Regions from separate parts of the Triticum aestivum genome. Here region 2 is linked to region 1. Evidence: chromatin contacts called from public Hi-C data. All regions are on one chromosome and are shown on one strand. The core of a region is the stretch at or near the end of the contact, and the rest is flanking DNA. Distances in the headings are between cores, read along the strand shown.

The links. A called contact is a pair of places that touch in the nucleus more often than the background predicts.
Region 2: a contact with region 1 is called in a Hi-C map of leaf, with 5 times the contacts expected there. The contact joins the promoter of LOC123045382 here to the enhancer-like site in region 1. A contact is called at or near these places in 3 of 5 Hi-C or Micro-C datasets (leaf and root).

The regions. Positions count from the first base shown.
Region 1 is chr2B:450,386,159-450,392,680 of IWGSC CS RefSeq v2.1, reverse strand. No RefSeq gene overlaps it. Among protein-coding and RNA genes, the nearest start is that of LOC123045380, 11 kb to the right of the region's middle. Within about 2 kb of position 2,385, at least 3 of the 8 cell types and tissues checked have an H3K27ac peak or open chromatin away from gene starts, as enhancers often do. A contact at or near this core is called in leaf and root, where this site is marked.
Region 2 is chr2B:450,810,046-450,816,474 of IWGSC CS RefSeq v2.1, reverse strand. LOC123045382 reads left to right here and starts at 2,793. Exons shown (of 4, transcript XM_044468412.1): 1 at 2,793-3,183; 2 at 3,357-3,467; 3 at 3,583-3,663; 4 at 3,754-3,989. The coding sequence starts at 2,935. The coding sequence ends at 3,828. LOC123045383 (DNA-binding protein S1FA2) reads left to right here. Exons shown (of 3, transcript XM_044468414.1): 3 at 538-986. The coding sequence ends at 753.

The sequences.
Region 1 (6,522 bases), core at 1,136-3,635:
TAAGGCTGGAGTGTCTGAGATTAAACAGCTCCTGTGCAGTCCTAGGAAAGTTCCTACCAGAGAACTCGTTGAGATGGTACCTTGTTTTCCTGAAGGGTGGAAGAATATCCTGCCGACATGCATAGCCAGCATCTCCAAGGTAGAACTTGCCGTCGGGGATGTTGATCCCATCAGATCGACTCATGCTGTCAGTGAGAATGTTTGCATCATGCGCTGACCCCTCCCAGCCATCCAGCACATATGTGAACTTCAGATCAAAGTCAACAGCAACAAGCACATTCTGGCTTGTGTAGTGCTTCCTCCCCCTGTATGCTGCAGATGACCTAGGAACTCTGGTAGTGACATGAGTACCATCTATTGCCCCTATGCAGTCCTGAAAATGGCATCACTAGCCTGTGTTAATGCTGAACTTGAACAATACAAGCATATCAAGCCATGAAAAGTGTATATTGTCAATGCTCACCTTGAAGTTTGGATACCATCTTGGCCTTCCGCGAATCTTGGGTGGAGTCTGGCCAGATGGTCTCCTTATCATCTCTCCTATAAGCTCCCCAACAGCAAAAAGCACCTGCTTGAAGTACCTAGAGATGGTCTCTATTGATCTCCTGAACGTGTTGTGAATGACCCTGAACCTCTGGTTATGGCCAACAACATGGAGGAACATGGCCACTTGCTCTTCGACACCGGTGTTGATGCTATCTTGTAACAGGCCCCTGTTCCTGAAGGTCTCGACAAGCCTGGCAAATGGTGCTCTTTTCATTCTAAGCATCCACAGAGCCTCGACGTCATTGCAGTTGTAGATGTAGTTCAGATTTTGGATCCTCTCCTGTTCCCGGGGAAACAATGGACCATAGCGGATCAACAGTCTCCCAGCACGACGAACAGCTCTCTGGTGCATGAACATGACCCATGCCTGAATCACACTAATCAGTGCTGCTGCCTGGATTATCAGCCTCATCCGTGCGCCCATAACCTAGTCGACATCGACGGTTCGTTCAGTGGGAAATCGATCCTACACCTAGCTTAAAGGCCTAACCATTGAGCTAACAAAGGGGGGAGGGGTGCTGCTTACCGGCATCGGAGACGAGGACGGCATAGGGGGAGCCATGGCACAGACTAGGTCGACCAGACGGTGGCCAACAGCAAGGGGAGCACCAGATCTGCCGCAAACGCCGCCGCCTCTTCCATCGCCGCCGCCTCCTATAGCGCAGATCTGAAATCGCAGCCGCCGCCGATGATGAGGCAGTAGCGAAGAAAGGGGGCAGCGGCTATGGGTGAGCGAGTGAAAGGGGGTGAGACTAATTTGGCGCCGGGACGGCGCGCCAGATTTCCATCTCCCGCCATCCCCCCTCGCCTGCGCCTCGCTCCCGCCCGTGCGACCTCGCGCCGCACTCAGCCTGGCTCGCGAGAAACTGCCGATCCCAGGGTTTTCAGCGAGCCAGGCTCTGGACTGCTTTGAGAAGCGTGCGATGCAGGCCCAACAGGAAAACCAGGCAACCAAACAGGTCTCTCCCTTCCCGCGCGGGCCTGGTTGGGCTCGGTGCGGGCAACCAAACACGCCCTTGGTGTTGCTCGGCCGAGCGAAGCCCATGCAGGAGCTAGCAGTACACTGTGGGCACGTGACGGTTCCGTCCAGGCACGATGCGGTGGCGCTAACATTCAACCCTTTTGGCATCGAGGTCGCTCGCGTTGGAGCGAGTAGGTGGAAAGATGAGATGTGTTGGGAAGTGAGAGACCATGATGCACCTGGGCTCTTCTTCGAGTTATAAACGGGATGTGCCATCGGATACGAATAGGAAGCGAGGGGTTGCTTCGATGACCAGGGCTGCAACACATCAAGTACAAAATGAATGAATCGTAAGGAAACGATGTATCGGTTCAGTGTCCAGGATGGTAACGTACAATGAATAACTGAAGCCTATGGAAACGACGGGTCACTCTGGTGCACAGGATCATTGTGTATTAAGGAAAACTTTAAGTCCCATGATTTGTTAATGAAATTGTGTACGCGCCAGCTGTAAAAATAGAGATGATGTGGCTGCAAATGAATTCAGTTTTTGCTTAGGTGACATGGTTGGTGACGTGGACAGCTTGCATGTTGAGATAAATAAAGTAGTGGGGATGAACTTGTTAGGTATATAGGATAGGCACCGGTACTTCAAAAAATCGGTTATTTTTTTAAGCAACTTCCTAAGCACCTAGCATTGTACAAGACATAACTGTCGCTAAGGACGTCAAATAGGATTTGGGTAGTGGGACCTTAGCCAGAAAGAGTGTGCAGGCCACCGTACGTAAATTCAGGTGCTCGGCCCTAGGCCGTCAAAATTAGAGGCCTTGCAAACCCAGTCTAACTTGTGAGTGCTCCCCCCCCCCCCACCAAGGCGCTGGTGTCCTAATCTCACTCTTCCCGCAGCCCACCAACCGGCGGCAAAGCGCGCCTTGACCACACAGTCCGGGTCACGCTCCGGCGGAATTTCCAATTGGACGCACTCTGCGTCAAACTATCCAGGTTTCGCACAGGGAACATCCAGTGATCGTTCGACTGGGCTGGCCCGTTTAAGCTTTCATCGTCCACGTTTTTGGGAACCTTCTATGTTTCCAGTCGGTTTTTCTGGTTTTGCGAAACTTCTAGAAGGTTCCTGAACCGGGTTTTTTTCTTGTTCTGTTTTTTTCCTTTTCCTGTTTTTTTCTTTTTTTCCTTGTTCTGTTTCCCTTTCTTTGTTTTTTCCTGTTTTCTTTTCTCTTTTTTTGTTTCTCTATTTCCTTTTTTCTTTTGTCCTGCTTTTTTCATAAAAATCTTTAAAATTTGTTCGCATTCCCAAAAATTGTTCGGCAGTTTCAAAAAGTATTCTCAAAATTATAAAAATGTTCGCTTTTAGCAACAAATGTTCAAAAAGTGCAAAATTAAAAAATGTTCAAAATGTTTGAATTTTTTTTGCCTTTCCAAGAAATGTCAGGATATTTTAAAATAAAGTCTGCATTTTTGTAAAAATGTTTGTGTTTTACAAAATTGGTTCAAAGATTTCAACAAATGTTCTGGGTTTCAAATATTTATTCACGTATTCAAAAATGTTTGTGCTTCCAAATTTGTTCAGGATTTTCGAAAATGTTCTCTGTTTCAAAATTTGTTCTCAAATTTAGAAAAATGTTCGTGCTTTAGAAAATTGTTCACAAATTCCGAAAATGTTTAAAATCCAAAATTTGTTCGTGATATCATAAAATTGTTTGCTTTTGTGAAAACAAAAGCGTACGTTAAAAATTTGGAAAATTGTAAAGGGTATTTTTAAAAACAGTGTCAAGTCTTAATTTGTTCTCACATTTAGAAAAATGTTCGTGCTTTCAGAAATTTGTACTAGTTCTCAAATTTTGTTCACAAATTCTAAAAGTTTTCAAAAAGATTCATAATTTGCTTGTGTCTCCAAACAATGTACGGATTTTTAAGTTCAAAAAATTGTTCGTGTTTTGTAACAAATGTTCAAAGTTTTCAAAAAATGTCCAGTTTTCAAAAGTCTTTCACGTATTGAAAAAATGTTCAGAATTTCGAATTCTGTCGGGAATTTCAAAATTGTTCTCAATTTCAAAATTCTCTTATTTTTTTTAAATTGTTGGTGCTCTCAAAAATTGTTTTCGTCAAAAAATTGTTTCTGTTTCCAGATTTTGTTCAAAATTAATAAAATGTTCATGTTTCTGGAAAAAGTGCAGGAACTTCAAGATAATTTCACGATTTCGGAAAATTTCAAAATTTGTTCGTGAGTTAACTTTGATGCTTCGATAGTTCTTCTAGTTTAGCGATGCTTATTCGGCGCAGGAGTATTCTGGTTGTAGTGGCTTTGATCGAGGACACTCTAGCGCGCCATCACAGGTTCGAACCCGATGTTACGTGAACCATTTTTGCGATTTTGATTACTTTTTCTGTATGTGCGCGTCTGCCTAGCTATCTTTGTTCCTTGGTTGCGAGTTCGACCCGTCGTAAAGAGGCGAGGCGAGGACATGCCACCACCCATTTTTTGGCTGATCTTGTCTACCGTCTACGGGATGATCCCCTGTAATTAATTTTGTAGGTGATTTCGTCGTTCAGCTAATATGAGTGAAATATCGGAGTGCTCCCCAAAAAGATGCGATAATGGAATGGCCTCAGATGTTGTTTCCTTGATGCTAGGTTTTACCAGTTCGGAAGTAGCACAACAATTGTATGGTAATAGGATTGTACCATCGGATTGGTTATTGCATGACTAGCTTCGCAACTCGATCCATTCAATTCTGAAAAGCAAGTTTTGTAACTACTGAGCATATGTAAAAAAGTAAGGCACAACTCTGGAGTAAATAAATGTTTACGATTTCTTAACTAGCAAACAGTGCAGTTGAGACACGCGATTCTGTGGAATCAAGCATCACTGTCAACTACACGTAAAATGCAGTTAAATCAAGTGAACTGCGCCCAGGAAAATGCAGTCGAATCAACCGCATTGCTCTCAACTGTACCAAAAAACGCAGTTCAATCAAGTCAGCTGCATGGGAAATGCAGTTGAACTTGAATCCAGTCAATTGTACGAAAAATGCAGTTGAATCAGCTACCTCACCGCATGAAAATGCAGATAAATCAATTGCATCGCTGCCAATGGTTCTGCACAAAAGAATTCAGTTGAATTTACTGCACCGTTTACTTCATCCTTATGGGGTTAAACCAGCACAACTTAGCAAACTGCGAAAAGTGATACGATTGCACAATAAATAGAATTTGAGCTAAATGCTTAATGATTCAATAAAGTAGGTAAAACTTGGTGAAAACAACATACAGACTACTATACCAAATCATTGGTTCGGTTAATCTGAGGAATGTCAAGGTAATGCATGCGCTAAAAGTTCTTAACAATAACAACGCCTTCATTTGCCACCATGTTATATGCTGCATGGTTACACCTAATAAAAACCATTTCATAGCTGAGAAGGAAGATCAGGATGCTCTCTCGTCACAGTATAGTAGGGTGTATCAAAATGCCATCTCAGTTATTGTATAACTGCATTTTCTAAGGATGCGCTGCTGATGTTTGAAACTGAGGTTTGTAGCTTGACCTTAGATCTACAACAGATTGGACTTCTCCATTTAGTAAATAAACTTATGTAGGAGATGTCAATGTACAACAGACCGGCCTAGAAGTTGGTAGAAAAAAAAAGGGTAGGAAGCCAAACAGGAGTCTGAGAAAAAAAAAAGATACACCCCCAATAGTTCACTATTCAAAATCATAGTATCGCTTCCCAACATCTCCCTCAAGACATGGGAAACACAAGTATGTAAACTGTGGATTTGGTGTTATGTAAACTGTGGATTTGGTGTTATGTAAACTTTGGATTTGGTGTTCCTTTTTTTTTTTTTGCGGGATAAAGGGAGTTTTTATTGCAAGGTAATAGTGTTACAATCAAGAGGCCACAACTCCTCAATACAAGGTGGAGCCGACTGTAACCACACAGCTGTGGTTCTCTCTACTCGGCTATAAGTGGCCAACCGATCTGCGACACAATTTTGACTACGGTGAATTTTCTGTGGTAAAAACTCCCTCTTACTCATCAACTCCTTAATCTCAAGCACCAACTGCCCATAAGCTGACTTCAGCAGACCATTGTTAGACAAGATCGATAGTGCTTCTGCGGAATCTGACTGAACGACCACCGGAAGTGACGTATTCTGTATAGCCCAGTCATCTCGGGTGTTACTCTGTAGGGTTATGTGGGCTTGCGTATCAAATGTGGGTTAGATGGATTCTGGATGGGGGGATTGGCTAACATCTCTTGTGCTGTGCACCTTGATGCCTTCATCAGATTATGGGGCAAAGTACAATATGTTCAACTCACCTCTGAACCTGACAAAACATCTTGGAACACCACGGCAAATGGACAGTATTCCGCATGTTCAGCCTACAATCTGCAATTCCTTTGGTGCATCCCGATTCTGATCCTCGAAAAAGTCTGGACTATCAAAGCTGAAATGAAAGTGAAATTCTTCATCTGGACCTTGCTGCAAAATAGGCTTTGGACTGCGGACAGGTTACAGATCAGAGGATGGGATCATCATGCCAATTGTTGTACCTGCAATTAAACTATGGAATCAGCTTCTCACCTGTTCCTTCGATGCCCTTTTGCAAAGGAAATATGGCAGCAAGCTGGTTCTCCATTCCCAGGTGCGGCCCTTGCGGCTATCTCTGCTGCCTCGGTCTCGGATTGGTGGTCCAAACGGCAACTGCTTCATAAAAAGAAAAACGAGATTGATGAGTGCACTGCTGCTGCTTACATTGCTTGGGGAATTTGGAAAGAACGAAATGCAAGAATTTTCAACAGCATGCAAGCAACACCTCAGAGAGTTCTCCTGCTTATCAGAGATGACATCAGCCTCCTCGAGGAGGCTTGGGAGTGATCGGTTTCTTTCTTTAGTCCCTAAGCTAGTGCTCTGGGCTTTCTTTTTTCATTCCTTCCTCCTTTCTCCTCTGTTTCTGGCTAGTTCTTAAAATGCAGAGCTCCTGCAGTTCC
Region 2 (6,429 bases), core at 1,544-4,043, 420 kb before region 1:
TGTTTTAGTATTTTTCTATCTAATGAATCCACTGAAATTGATTGTTGGCATGAATTGCTTTGTTGTTTTAAATGAATGTGTAGTTTCAGACACTGCAATATAGATTTTCTGGATGTCCCCGTGCATCCTTGTGCCAGCGAACCTGCATCTCTCACTTTGACCACTTAGCTTTACCAATCCTGTTTCACTTCTCACTTTAGCTGCGACTTCTTGTATTCCTAAAATAGTTTCTGCTGTGAGTGTAGAAACATGTAAATACATGAAACTTCAGCATTACTAATCTATTGAAATTAAGCTTCAGTTTGTGCTTGTTTTCAAACTCGTGACTGCATACAACAGCTCTGTATTAGAAGTGTTTATTATTATATATTGGGAACGATCGTTGATAATCTGAGCATGCGAAACTGTGAAGTATGTGACTTTTTCTTGCTAACCTAGTAAGCTATAATCCGCGCAAGCTCTATGCACCTACGTTTGTTTTGTTTTCACAAAAGTATATATGCTATAGCTTCTGATAGATCATCTCTTTATCTTCAGAACAATGTAATCATCGAAGAGGTGAACAAGGGCCTGAACCCTGGAATGATAGTCCTGCTTGTGGTTGCGACCACCCTGCTGCTTTTCTTTGTTGGGAACTATGCGCTGTACCTGTATGCGCAGAAGACGCTCCCTCCGAAGAAGAAGAAGCCAGTCTCCAAGAAGAAGCTCAAGAGGGAAAAGCTGAAGCAAGGGGTTTCTGCACCAGGGGAGTGAAGAGACCCATCGATTTCTCATGTCGATTGCTTTATGCTGGGCTCCTTTTTTTACCTGATAAAAAATATATACCAGCTGGAGCTGCAGTGTTGAGCGACTGTTTATGTAGAAGCCTTGTCTTGAGTGGTACATCGTCGGTATTGGACACCTTATTTAAGCGACTGATAAACCTTAGCCTAAATTGAGCTGTTATCTGGTCATAGTTTTTTAATTTAAAACTTTGATGGGGTTCATCTGTGGCAAACTTGTGAAACCTGTGTAGCCGTTTGCAGTTTGGTATGTTGTGTTGCATTGTGGTTTGGCGTCCCTCAGTCCTTTTAAGTCGTCAAAGTTTCATGCTGCCAAAGATACTCCCATCAGTCCTCTGCCAGAGCATGTTGATCACTTTGTTATCTTGAATGCAAAACAGGTAATCCCTTGGCACTTACCCCTCGAGTCCTCTCAAGTTATGAAGTTCTCACAATCCAAACTCCATTGCGCCTCAAACTGGAACCATGAGCTTTAGGAACTGTTGGGTCCACACAGCCTGTTTTGGTGACAATCATGTTGATATGTCGACCCCGTCGTCTTTGCTGAAGTGGACCTAGTAGATGACACGGAGGTGCCAAAGAGTTGATGATTGGCTCTAATTAGCTTTGTATACATGGACTAAAGGCAATGATTTTCAACTCATACCGTATACAGATTGACTCTTCAACTGAGCCAGCTCATACCAGGGTTTCGTAGATCAGGTCTCCTTTGGTTTAGATGAATTCCATTGGAATCCAGATCGGTCTTGTTTGATTCTTATAGGAATTTTCCCCTTTAGAGCTCTTTGGTTCATAGAAATGGATTCCTATTCCTACATAATAGGATTGGTTTCTATCCTCCATGTTTTAAAGGAAAATAAATATTAAGCTAGAATCAATGCAAAATTTCCTACCAAATGTCAGATGATACACGGAAATGGTACTATAGACCGGCAGGGTGCTCATGGTTAACACCTTAACTACATACACCAGAGATACCTCGCACTGGTTGGAAAATCTGCTCCGGCTTGTCTCCTTTCCCGCTCTTCCCCTCGATCGGGCTAGCTGTTTGATCAAAAGATGAGAGCGCAACCAACTCAACAAGAAAAACCGACCTTCTTGTCCCATAGCATCTGCTAGCTAGCATGTTGCCTTCACTCCAGCTAGTGACCACTGTAGTGGCTGACGGACGACAACACGCATCCACCACAGTATTTGTGTGTCTTCCAATCCAAGCCTCGCGTTGCAGACGGCTTGTCTCCCTCGATCGTCTTCCTAGCTAATCCCCAGCTGCCGCAACCCAAAGCTACCTATCTACGTATCTAGTACTCCCTCAGTAAACTAATATAAGAGCGTTTAGATAACTAAAATAGTGATCTAAGCGCTCTTATATTAGTTTACAGAGGGAGTATAGCTTAGCCATTCAAAAGGTACGCCAAACGGCCAAAGTGCAAAGAAAGACATATACAAGGAGACATGCATGCGCCGGCTCACCCGGATCACTTCCCCCGCACTGCACTGAGCTGCACAGTCCGATCCCTGTCGAGAGACAGCGAGAGGAAGAGTTACTTGCACTCGACCCCAGCCAGCCAGCCTGCCAGCCAAGACGGCACGGCAGCTCACCTAACACAGGCCAACTACAGGTGCAGGGCAGATAGTAGCAATACAATACGATCGACATGGTTTCTGGCTGAAGCGATCGTTGGTTGGTTCGGCGCACGTACATACGCTCCTCGCGCGATCACCCGGCCACATGCATGCAAACCACTGAAATGATGCTTCCGTCCTTCGATTTGATTTACCTCCGCCTTTTTTGTTTTGTTTCCTACCCGGGCCCCTAGCATTGCGCGACGCAGCCGTTTCACCTCCATTTGCCTTTTATACTGTACGTACAGCAGGATCGATCGATCGCATTACGAGTTCCGCGGCCATGTTGTATGTTGCGTAGACGATAAGCATGGGAGGGCGAAAAGCGACAAGGACTCGCCGCCGGTTGGTGATATCATATAAGTGGCGGGGAGCCGCCCCGGCCGTGAAGACAAGATATAGGAAGAAGAGAGAATACTACTACGCCAACTAGTAGCAACTCAAGAGTCGATTGATTACGTTACGTGACGTGCGTCGATCGATCCATAGGAAGGAAGGGAGGAAGGAAGGGAGGAAGGATAGTAAGATGCAGGGGGAGGTGGAGCAACAGCAGCAGGCGCCGATGCAGATGGTGCTGCGGGTGAAGCACCCGTCGTCACTGTCCAGCGGCAGCGAGGAGGCGTCAGAGGGGGAGGGGTCGTCCAGGTCGGCGCTCTCCGTGTTCAAGGCCAAGGAGGAGCAGATCGAGAGGAAGAAGATGGAGGTCAGGGACAAGGTGTTCGCGCAGCTTGGCCGCGTCGAGGAGGAGTCCAAGCGCCTAGCATTCATACGACAGGTAGGTACCTAGGAGTAGTAATACTTTTCAGTTGAGTCATTAATATTGGAGACCCAAAATGACGTACTCTTGAACGATCAGTTTGTTTCAGCTGAGCCACTGAAGTTTGTAACAACAAAAATGATACTGAGATTGAGCCTAAACCATCATAGCTTTGTGTTTGTGTTTTGTAGGAGCTGGAGGGGATGGCCGATCCTACCAGGAAGGAGGTGGAATCAATACAGCGGCGGATCGACACCGTCAACCGCCAGCTCAAGCCTCTCAGCAAGAGCTGCGTCAAGAAGGTGACAAAGACTTCCTGGACGTGATAGAAATTCTACTTACTTTCACTGCATGCATTCGTACGTAAATTGGCATGTGGACTTAATTGTTCTTGAATTGAGAAAACTTACAAAACAGGAGAAAGAATACAAGGAGATTCTCGAGGCGTACAACGAGAAGAGCAAGGAGAAGGCCATACTTGTCAACAGGCTAATAGAGGTGCATCACCTCGTCTTCTTCTTGTCTTACTTATAAATATATCTGTCAGGTTAGTAGCATTGATCACTTTACTCGGCTCTTCATCTGCAGCTGGTGAGCGAAAGCGAGAGGATGAGGATGAAGAAGCTTGAAGAGCTCAACAAGACAGTCGATTCACTCTATTAGTTAGACGTAATAATAATGTTAATTACCACCCCCGAGAGCTTAATTTCGCTGTGCAATCTCTGTCCGTCCCATGGATTTGAATGTATGTGATCTGTACGTGTCAGCTTGTAACTCACACCATGTCGTGAGCGATTCTTCTTTAATTTTCGCCTTTCTTCTTGCTTGCTTCCTTGTGATTGACGGGTTTGTTGAGTCCATCTTGTTGCAGTGTCGTTGTCGACGTATTTAAACGAAAGGGACCAAGGAACAAGACTGACAAAAAAAAGGGTGAACATCGCTGGAATTGGTGTCGTGTGTGTTCATTCATTCTTGGCCAATGTTGATCGTTCATCCATTGTTGTCGTTGTTAGCTGCAGCTAATATGCTAGAGAGGCCGACGGGAGGTGCCCATTGATTCTTCCGTTAATACTTAAGTAGCCGACCTAGTACTGTCCCAAAAAGGGTGCTCTTGCAGTTTCCGATTTGAAAGGTCAGCAGCTCAGCACTGTCGATCTTGCAACACCATCAGCACCGATCCTGCTGGTCAGCAACCACCTCACTGACACCCATAACGAACTGGTGGGTGGCTAGAGCCAGCGGGTACTAACCAGGAGGTTAAAACGTCACGTTTAGCTGCAAAACTTGGTCGGATCGACCTAGGTAACATTTAATTAAGCTCCAGGAAAGGAAATGATGAGCGCTTGCTTCTTGGTACTCCCTCCGTTCCAAAATAGATGACCCAACTTTATACTAAAGTTAATACAAAGTTGAGTCATCTATTTTAGAACGGAGGGAGTAGATGACTGACTCATGATGCAGGTGGCTAGCTGGTCCCTGAGTGCTGAGTGAGTGAGTGAGTGAGATGGAGGGGTAGCCATGACTCATGATGCTGATACATATAGATAGGCCATCGACGAGACAGGCCACATGAACCCCAGGTGATTAGCGCACGCAAATTAAAGGCCCAAGACACGAAGCTAGCTATCTTTTGGCTCCATGCCGGAGCAAGGACTGATGAGTATGGACCAGCTGGTATGGTGTGGTGACATTACATCACCGAATAGGCGAATAATGTCAGTACTTGTGGCTCCAGCCATCACGCCATCAAGCTGTTCAATTATGGTACGTGCATGCTTAGGTGAGTACGTACTTACTGGTACGTCCACCGGATCGTCAGTCCTTGTCATGTCACACATCTCTTCACTCCACTCTCTGCAAGATGGTGCTGGTTACAATGCAAAGTCGTAGATGTGATTGCTGCCTATTGCACTTGAAACAGTACGCCGAGAAGTAGATGAGGGCAGTAATGGCGATCTGGCGCTGGCATCAGTTTAATGAGCCAGTTACTAGTTGGCGCGCCGTACTGGACCCGAAACAAAACTGTAGCAAAAGGCATTGGCTGGAGTCGGGGTCCGTTTATGCATGTCCCCATTTCGATGAGGAGGAGGTGGATTAAAGCTCGAAAGTGATAGGCGAGACTGACCTGCAATCGTATTAGCACACGTACGTACACGGCCGCGTACAATAAGTCAATATAATGTTGTCAGGCTGTCAGCTGTTCTAGTGCTCCTAATTTTAGGTGACACCACGAAAAGTACGTGGATTGTTCAGCCATCACAGGCAATATAGGTACTATGACTTCTTAATTAGGGAAAAGGCCCTGTATTTGTATTTATGTTAAAAGGACTTCCGATGATACAAGACATCTCAAAAACTAGATGATGACACGCCCATGTTGCAGCGGATATTTGTAGAAGGCACATAAAACAAACGATTGTGTGACATGCACTCAACCCTTCATCAATATTCTTTAGCCTAGATGATGGGGTATCATGCTATTTGTTATTTTCAGGTAGACCAGACAAGTGTGACGCACCTAAATACAAACGAGGTTGCTACATCTTAGTCGACCGAGACTTAACAATAAAATCTCAGTCGATTCTATATTCGTCAGATCTTACATCGAGATCCGTATAAAAAAATATTTCTTCTTTTTTATATGTTTCATCACTTGAATAAGACCTCGTTAAGTCTCCTTCGACTGAGATTTGGTCACACCCAAATACAAACTATCTAAATTTATTTTAATATAATATATATGGAGCTTCCATCTAGAGCAACAGTGCATCTGGAAAAAGAACAATGGTACAAAAATAGAACAACAAAAAGGATACAAGAGAATATGTTGTCCATGTACTACTTGTCCTCGGGGTGGATCCGTCACTAAACCTAGCATGGGTGGCCCAGCCCGGCGTTCCGGCCGGGCTCGAGCCTCGCTTTCCCACCCACAGCCCATCCCGAAGCCTAGAAAAGCTAGAGATCACGTGATTTTTGGGATATTAAAGGCAAAATTTATATAATATAACATCATCTAATCCCAAAATTATTATTATTATTATTATTATTATTATTAAATACAGAAAATCAGACACCGGGCCTCGGGCCTCGGGCCGGGTTGGGCCCAGACTTGGGATTTAGAGGGCTTTGTAAACCCAGCCCGACCCGTTCAATGCCCAAGTTTACCTGTCACCACTCGTTTATGTGGCCGTGAGGTGGATCCATTCCGTTTTCAGTAGAAAGACACGGTCACAATCCTTCTCGCGTGGTTTTTTTTTCTGGAAG